2 separate regions of the Mus musculus genome follow, and region 2 is linked to region 1. A link is a contact called in public HiChIP or PLAC-seq data. All regions are on one chromosome and are shown on one strand. Each heading gives the region's core, a stretch centred on a gene start, on an enhancer-like site or on the middle of the called end of the contact. The rest is flanking DNA. Distances are from core to core; before and after follow the strand shown.

The links. HiChIP or PLAC-seq counts read pairs in DNA pulled down with a chosen protein or histone mark.
Region 2: a contact with region 1 is called in an H3K27ac HiChIP or PLAC-seq map of large pre-B cells, with 2.3 times the contacts expected there. The contact joins two enhancer-like sites. A contact is called at or near these places in 1 of 115 datasets of contacts at active chromatin or transcription factors (large pre-B cells) and 1 of 9 other capture datasets (embryonic stem cells).

Annotation. Positions count from the first base shown.
Region 1 is chr9:83,041,435-83,045,540 of GRCm38.p6, reverse strand. It overlaps Gm39383 (a long non-coding RNA gene), which reads right to left. Exons shown (of 6, transcript XR_870950.2): 6 at 1,292-3,425. Among named protein-coding and RNA genes, the nearest start is that of Gm35746, 29 kb to the left of the region's middle. Within about 2 kb of position 1,875, at least 19 of the 459 cell types and tissues checked have an H3K27ac peak or open chromatin away from gene starts, as enhancers often do.
Region 2 is chr9:83,613,826-83,617,611 of GRCm38.p6, reverse strand. No RefSeq gene overlaps it. Among named protein-coding and RNA genes, the nearest start is that of Gm39384, 43 kb to the right of the region's middle. Within about 2 kb of position 1,506, at least 26 of the 459 cell types and tissues checked have an H3K27ac peak or open chromatin away from gene starts, as enhancers often do.

The DNA.
Region 1 (4,106 bases), core at 626-3,125:
ACAGATCTTGGTGTATCAATGCAGATTATCCAGCGGTAAGAACTTCAAAATGAGAGCGCAAATGACAAATGCACCAGACCTCCTCTTCCAGAGAGAGGAGCACGGAGTCACCAGCTAAGTTACAGACAGTGGCAAGGTCTCTCTGAGAGACACTAGGAAGTACAGCTTAGGGCACATCAGGAAAGTGGGAGAGTCAACTTCTGCCTCAAGGTTGCTGTGAGAAGCAGAGTGTTCCACTGGGGCTTCCACACAGTAATCACTGGGATTGGGGAGGGGAGGGGTGTTTCAAGTGATCGGCCTTTCTGTTATCACTGTAGGAAGGTTCTATAGCAGCCCTGGAGTACAATCCAGTCACCAGAGTCAATGATGCTATTGAGATGCTGTAGCTGGGAGCTACAATGTCTCTTCCATTGTGTTAGCCTCACTTTTAATCGGAAATAAAATTACTTCAAAACTTTTCATTATACCTGTTTACTTATTTTGTGGCCACACAGAAGGCTAGGGCTTGTGTGTGAATGAGATCAGAATATAACCTGTGTGGCTCCCTCCTTCCACTGTGTGGGCCCTGGGGATCAAATTCAAGTCTTCAGGGCTGCTGGAAGTGCCCTTACCTGATAAGCCACCTTATTGCCCTCACCCTTTTAATACCTTTGTGTTGAAACCATTAAACAAAACAAAACAAAAAACTCGAAATATATTGGCATCACCACTACCTATCCTTTTTCCACTGTGCACCAGAACAGCAGAAAGTATCTATTTTAATTAAGCATAACTTAGTACCTACCTGTACTAAGTCCTTCCACACCCTTCCCTCTCTTCTCCTCTCCCCAGCCTCTGGTAACCACCTCTTTACTAATGTCCATATGTCTATCTAGCTTCCTTATATAAGAGAGAAAATAGGATTTTTTTTCTTTTTCTGTACCTGGAGTCTTTCACTTAACATTGTGACTTGCACAACTTCTCCCACATTGTTGCAGATAACAAGGTTTTATTCTTTTACCGCTGTATACTACTCCACAGTGTGTGTATACTGTATACTCCACAGTGTGTGTATACTGTATACTCCACAGTGTGTGTATACTGTATATTCCTTGTCCATTCATCAGGTGAAGGGACTTAAGTTCTTCATGTCTTAGTCATTCTGAATAGTGCTACAGCCAGTTGTGATGGTGTGCACTTCTGATGGCAGCATTCAGGGGGCAGAGGCAGGCAGACACCTGTGAGTTCCCAGCCAACCAGAGCCAGAGACCTTGTCTTTAAAAACAAAAAAACAAAAAAACAAAAAGCCTACAATAAATAAATAAATAACTGAATAGTGCTACAATGGACAGGAAAGCCCAGATATATCTTTGGCAAAATTGTTTCATTTCTCAGAAGTGTATATACAGTAATATAATTGATGGGTTAACTGTAGTTCTAGCTGTAATTTTTTTTTGAGGCACCTCTGTACCTTCTTTATAATATCTGTGTCACATTACCAACACCAGTGTGTATTTCCTTTCTCCATATCCTTGCAAGTACTCATTTTCCTTAGGGGTTTTTTTTTTTTTAATAGTCCTTCTGAGAGGAGGTGAGACACCCCATTGTGGTCTGGGTAAGCATTTCCCTTAGATTCACACAATGGGCATATTTTCAAGTTCTGATGGTTATTTGCATGTCTTCTTTTGACAAGTGTGTCTTTAGGTCTGTGTGAAAACTTGAATAAGAATGTCCCCATAGGCTTCTGTATTTAAATACTTAGTTAGCAGGGAGTGACACTGAAAATGATTAGAACGTGTGGCCTTGTTAGAGGAAGGGTGTTGTTGGGTTGACCCTTGAGGTTTGAAAAGCCCTTGCCAGGGCTTTTCTCTCTTCCTGTCTGTGGATCAGGGTTTCGTTCTCAGCTACAGCTGAACTAAACTACAGTTTAGCTCCAGCACCTGCCTGCAAGCTGCTGTGCTCTGCCCCGCCCCCTGTGATTATAAACAGATTAAACCTCTGAAACTATAAGAAAGCCCTAATTAAACGTTTTCTTTTAAGAGTTACCTTGGTTGTGGTATTTTGTCACAGCAACAGATGTATGGCTAGGACAGTCTGCTCACCATTTTGAAATCTGGCCTGGGGGGATGGGGGAACACACACCATTGACTTGTTTCCATTGCTCTTGTGTTCTGGGTATTAGCTCTTCTCAAATGAACAGTTTGCAAATGTTTTCACTCATCCGGTAGGGTGTCTCTTCATTCAGTTCGTCATCTCTCTTGCTACATAGGGAACTTTTTTGTTGTTTGACATAATCCCAATTATCTATTTTTGCTTTTGTTTCCAGCACATTTTGAAGTTTTATCAAAAGAAGAAAATACCATTTCAGAGTCATGATCATTTTCCCTGTGTTCCCTTCTAGCAGTTTTATAACCTGAATCCTATGTTTAAGTCCTATCTATTCTTAGTTGATCTTTGTGAGAAATGATAGGGGTCTAACTTCATTCTTCCTAAGGAAATCCAAGTTATTCAGTGCTTTTTACTGAAGAGGTTGCTCTTTCCTCTGCATATGTTCTTGGCATCTTCCTCAAAAATCACCTGGTTTTGGATGAGGGAGTTTTCTTCTAGGATCTATATTCTGTTCCATTGCTCCATATGGCTGTTTTTATGCTAATCTCCTGCTGCTTTCATTACTGTAGTTCTATGTATGTATGAGTGTATGTATATATATATATTTCTCTGTATATATTTACATCCATGTATTCTATATACATAAATTCTTTTTCACAATACTTAGGACCAAATGCACAGCCGAGCATGCTACCACTGATGTCAACAGAATTAGACCCTAGGTGTCAGGTAGCATATCTCCCCCTTTGTTCTTTTAGCTAAGAATTGCTCTAGATATTCAGGCATTTTGATTTTTTAGCTTTTCCTTGTAATTCCATATGTATTTTAGTTTTTCATACGGAGTTAGATTTTTAGTTTTAGGAAACACAAAGATTGTCCTTGGACACCTGACATGGCACTTTCACATTGTATTGCTTGAGAAGCCTCCGCCAGTCTCCATTTCTCAGGGAGAGCACGGGAGCAAAACACTGGTGCTCCCGACCATAGATGTTTGTCCAGCTCAAATGAAACAGTTATCTTAAACATGGGGTTGAAAAATATATAAAATAAAAGCTTTCACGTGTCTCATTGCCTGGAGAGTTTTGCTTGATAGGTTCCATACTCCTAAGTGTTTTTGTCAAGTTATGATCAGGATTCTTGATTCTGAAGTCTGGCCAGCTTTCTGAACATCAGCATGTGATTGTTGAATAGGTCAGAATCTCTGGAGGTAGAATATAGGACCTGCGAGGCCCCAGCCAGTTCTAGTTCCTCCTTTAGACATTAGTGAGCTCTGGGTACCACAGACCCTGAGGACACCATCTTTCTTCCAAGCATAATATGGATCACTTGAAGTTGCCCTACAAAAGAGGTAGAAACAGAAAAGCTCAGTTCAAAGTGACCCCCCAAGTTGTCATAATTATTATTATTATTTCTATTATTAATTATCAAGTTAAATAGAAACAGTAGGCAAATGACTTATCTATGATGTATTAAGAAGCAATTAGTCGGAACTAGGTCAACATACCCAAAGCAAAAATGGAAAATATAGCATGAAATGAGTTATTGATAAGGATGTCCACATGCAAATTGAGTAATTGCTGAATCAGATGACCCACTGTTTGGGATGGTGTGGTCACCGAGGAAAAGTTCAAATCACATTGCATGTGCAAAGCCAAAGCCAGTGGCATTTCATGCTTTAGTGAACAAGAAAAGTAAAACACTTTAATAGCTCCATCAAAAGACCATGCTCCTACTCGGATGATGGTACTTCCACAAAGATCAAATATGGATATCCTTTTTTTAAAAGGAGGAAAAAATATAAGTTGTTTGTAAGGGCATAGCATTTAAAGACAACATATGTTCCCTGTAGTCAAGAATAGGTTCCTTACATCAGCTGAAGACATTCACAGAGGGAGGAGTTGGAGGAAATAGTATCAGAAGCAGGCGGGGGAAGTTGTCATCTTTCTTCTTTCTGCTCTTGTCATCTTTGCCTGCCTGAAAGTAATTTCCATTTTGTATTGCTTCAAGATGTAGAGCTC
Region 2 (3,786 bases), core at 257-2,756, 570 kb before region 1:
CACACACACACACAGAGTGTAAGACAAAGTCAAAGAAACAGACAAAACAAAAAGGTATACATTTGCCTTATACATAACCCTTGCCACTTACATTTTAACCAGAGAGAACTTGGCTTTTGATGAGACAAGAGGAAGAACTTAATTAAGGTTCTGGTCTATACTTTGACTATGGGCAGTGTTTCCCACTGACTAGCTTATGGCTACAGTGTTCTATACTATAAGCCTTTTCGGCAGCTGATGTTGGACATGGGGATAACATGAGTCCCTCAGGCCTTGCATCACTGCATCACTAATGTGAGCGGGCACCATCGGCAGAGAGGGGATTCCTCCAGCTCATCATACTCCTGGCAGTAAGATCCCAATGCAGACAGTGATGGTGAACCACACAGTTCTTAACATCTCCTCAACTCAACTTCCCCTTAGCTAAACTTGGCCCACAGACAACCCAACACATCGATTTCAAAAAACATGACAGGAATCTGGAGAGAAGGAGGCAGTCATCTTAGCTGATCTTGCAATTAATTTTATACAAACAAACTTCTGTTGTCTGGACTTTAAATATCTCCTAAAAGCCCACGTGTTAAATGCTTGATCTCCAGCCTGGGGTGCAACTGAGAGGCAGCAGAACTCTGGCAAGTCGAGCCTAGTGGAAGGAAGTTAGCTCGCTGGGGATGTGTCCCTGAAGGGAATGCAAGGACCCTTTCCCCTCCTCCCCTCCCTGAGGGGAATGCCATTACTAAACAAGGAGAGGTAGACACTAGCCTCTCTCCTTCCCTATTCTTTTACCCAGCCCTGTAGAGCACTGCTAATGTGGAGGAAATGCAGCTCTTGCATTCTGTGAATGGGCTACATAGAATGGGACAAACTGTGGTAGCGACGTGGTGGCAGAGTCAGCCTCCCAACTAAAACAGAGCTGATCTGACTAAACAGACACGTCCCTTCTTCCCTCCTTGTGACAGACTTAACTGATTCAGCATTTGAAAACAGACACTAAGGCGGCATATTTGTGCTTTCTAGTTAGCATTCCTTTGTTAGAAACTCGTCCTCAGGCACGCAGACTATTCCTAGGCTTGCTTATACCTAGAAACAGATTGGAGGAAGTTGAGTGAGTGACAGGTCCTCGCCTGCAATGCTTTAAGGAAGTGCCTGTCAGGTAGGCAGGCAGCCAGATGACAAGTCCACACACTTCATCAACTCCACTGTACACAAAGGGCGAGGTAAGACTGCACATTCTCTATGGGTTAAGAAAACAAAGGGGAGTGCATGGCTCATAAAGCTTCAAATATATATGATCTGGCCCACTGCAGGAAAAGCACACTAAGCCTTGGATCAACAGTAAATTATATGAGGGAGGGCACTCAATTGTCCCTTGAACAATGTTTACAAACTGCATGTCACCACTGATAGCAGGCTGTGACATTAACTTGTTGTTTGAAGTCAGGACGGTATGACACTATTATCTCAACCAAAACTTAGACACTGAAACCATGACCTTCAGTGTCTTGGAATGTCTCTGTGTTCGGGGATAAAGCATTAGACATTGTCCTGTCCCTGACACTGCTAACTGAAGCTTTGCTTGTTACAAAGCCTGATCAGGTCTTGCTATGATTCATGGGGCTTTGGTCATAATTAAGTGAGGTCTTTGGGGTGGGCCTTAATCCAGTATAACTAGAGTCCTTACAAGAGAAGAAATTTGGGGGGCTGGAGAGATGGCTCAGCAGTTAAGACACTGACTGCTCTTCCCGAGGTCCTGAGTTCAAATTCCAGCAACCACATGGTGGCTCACAACCATCTGTAATGGGATGCGATGCCCTCTTCTGGTGTATCTGAAGCTACAGTATACTCTTATACATTAAATAAATATTTTTTTTTAAAGAGAAGAAATTTGGATATAGTCACTCCAAGATGCCCATTAGCACCAACTCTGCTGACACCTTGACTGTAGGACCTTCAAAACATAAATATGCATAAATTTTAGAAATATGAGAAAGACTGACTAGGCAATGTCTATGAGCTCTGTACAGTAAAATAATGTTTATAAAATTTAATTATATATTACATGTGTGTATACTTAGTTTTAATGTGTGATATACATTTTCCATATGGGTCATGGTAAAACAAAAATTTGGATAGCCACTTGCTTAGAACAGATGTGCTCAGTGGATTTTTTTTTTCTTTTGGTTTTTCAAGACAGGGTTTCTCTGTATAGCCCTGGCTGTCCTGGAACTCATTCTGTAGACCATGCTGGCCTCAAGCTCAGAAGTCCACCTGCCTCTGTCTCCCAAGTGCTGGGATTAAAGGCATGTGTCTCCACTGCCTGGCACTCAGTGGATTTTTTAAGAGTACCTGCATTATTCTATCCAGGTCCTTATTGGGGTTGCTGACAATTTTTATACTTTACTGTTCTTTGTCTATAAAGAGGACTGCCCATTTGTTGTCCCCCACTTCTGATCTGATGCTGCAATCTCTTATGACATCACATCATAGACTTTACCATGAACAAAGCTGTTTCTCCCAAGGTCAGAGTTCACTTTGCTTTGCTTTGTAGCCATGCTCAGAACAAATGGTGGATTTGGGATGCAGCAGATGTCTCCAATATTCATCATCTAAGCAGCATAGCTTCCATCACTAGGCAAAAGCCCTCCACAGTCCTTTAGGGAGCCAATTCTGGTCATCTGTCCCATGGCACAGGCACAGGCACATGGCACAGGCTGGTGAAGGCCTTCCCTGATACTTGACATGTATGTGGTCCTTTGTTTAACCACTTGGATCTCTCTTGGAGCCGGTTTTCCTTCTGTACAGATGGGTTCTCTCTATGGGACAAAGCTCAGTTGTCTTTGGCCTTTGTCTGGCAAGTGATGATCCCATGACCTGTGGCTGGTCTTTCAGCCATGCCTCAGTAGTAGGCTTATAAGGCTGGAAGCTGGACTTAGTACCAGGTGAATGAGAGGAATGAAGGTTATAAACTAGAAATTATTACCCTTAAACGCCATTAAAGAAATGCATGCCATATACGGGAAACCACCCCATTGGGTCAATAACTGAACTAAATCAATTAGTAGGCAATTAAAAGAAAAATTTTCATAGTATTGGTTTAGAGGAAGAGTCATTGTACACAATGGTTGAATAAAAATTAGGACTCCTACAGACATAACCATTATTCTCTCATTTTAACTTTAATTAAGAAAAACCTGGAGGGAAATTTGTATGGAAATAAAAGGGCATCTTCAAACTGAGGTTCATTATTGCGTTATGCTAGCAGACAGTAGCATAGCTGGTCACTCAGGTGTCTGGAGGGTTTGCCATAAGTCTGTGCCAAGGTTTCCAAGCTTTGTGTTGTGTAGAAAGGATCCCCAAAAGCACATGGATGGATTTTTTTTCTCCCTAAATAAAAAACAACAAAACCAACCAGCCAACAAATAAAACCAACGTACCACAAAACAGCAATCTGCAGCCCAGAGACTATGATAACTTTAAGACTATATTTAATGAAGCCCTTCCAGTCTCTAGTGCATTAAGGGATTATACTTAGTGCAATGCAAAGAGGGACAGGCCTGCACAGAGTGCTTCCAGCCCATGGCTAAGCCTGACCAGCTGGCTGAGAAGCCATTATTTATCTAAGCCAACAGGAAGGCTTAAAAGGGGCCCTTGCCATCAGGAAGCCTGTACAAGGCTGAAAATGCTCCTAAGGATGCAGCCACTGCCCACCAGCTCGTCTGAATTGCTCCTCTGTCTTCTGTCTGTGAACACCTCCGCATGGCTGCCAGCACCTCTGTCTTCCTTGTT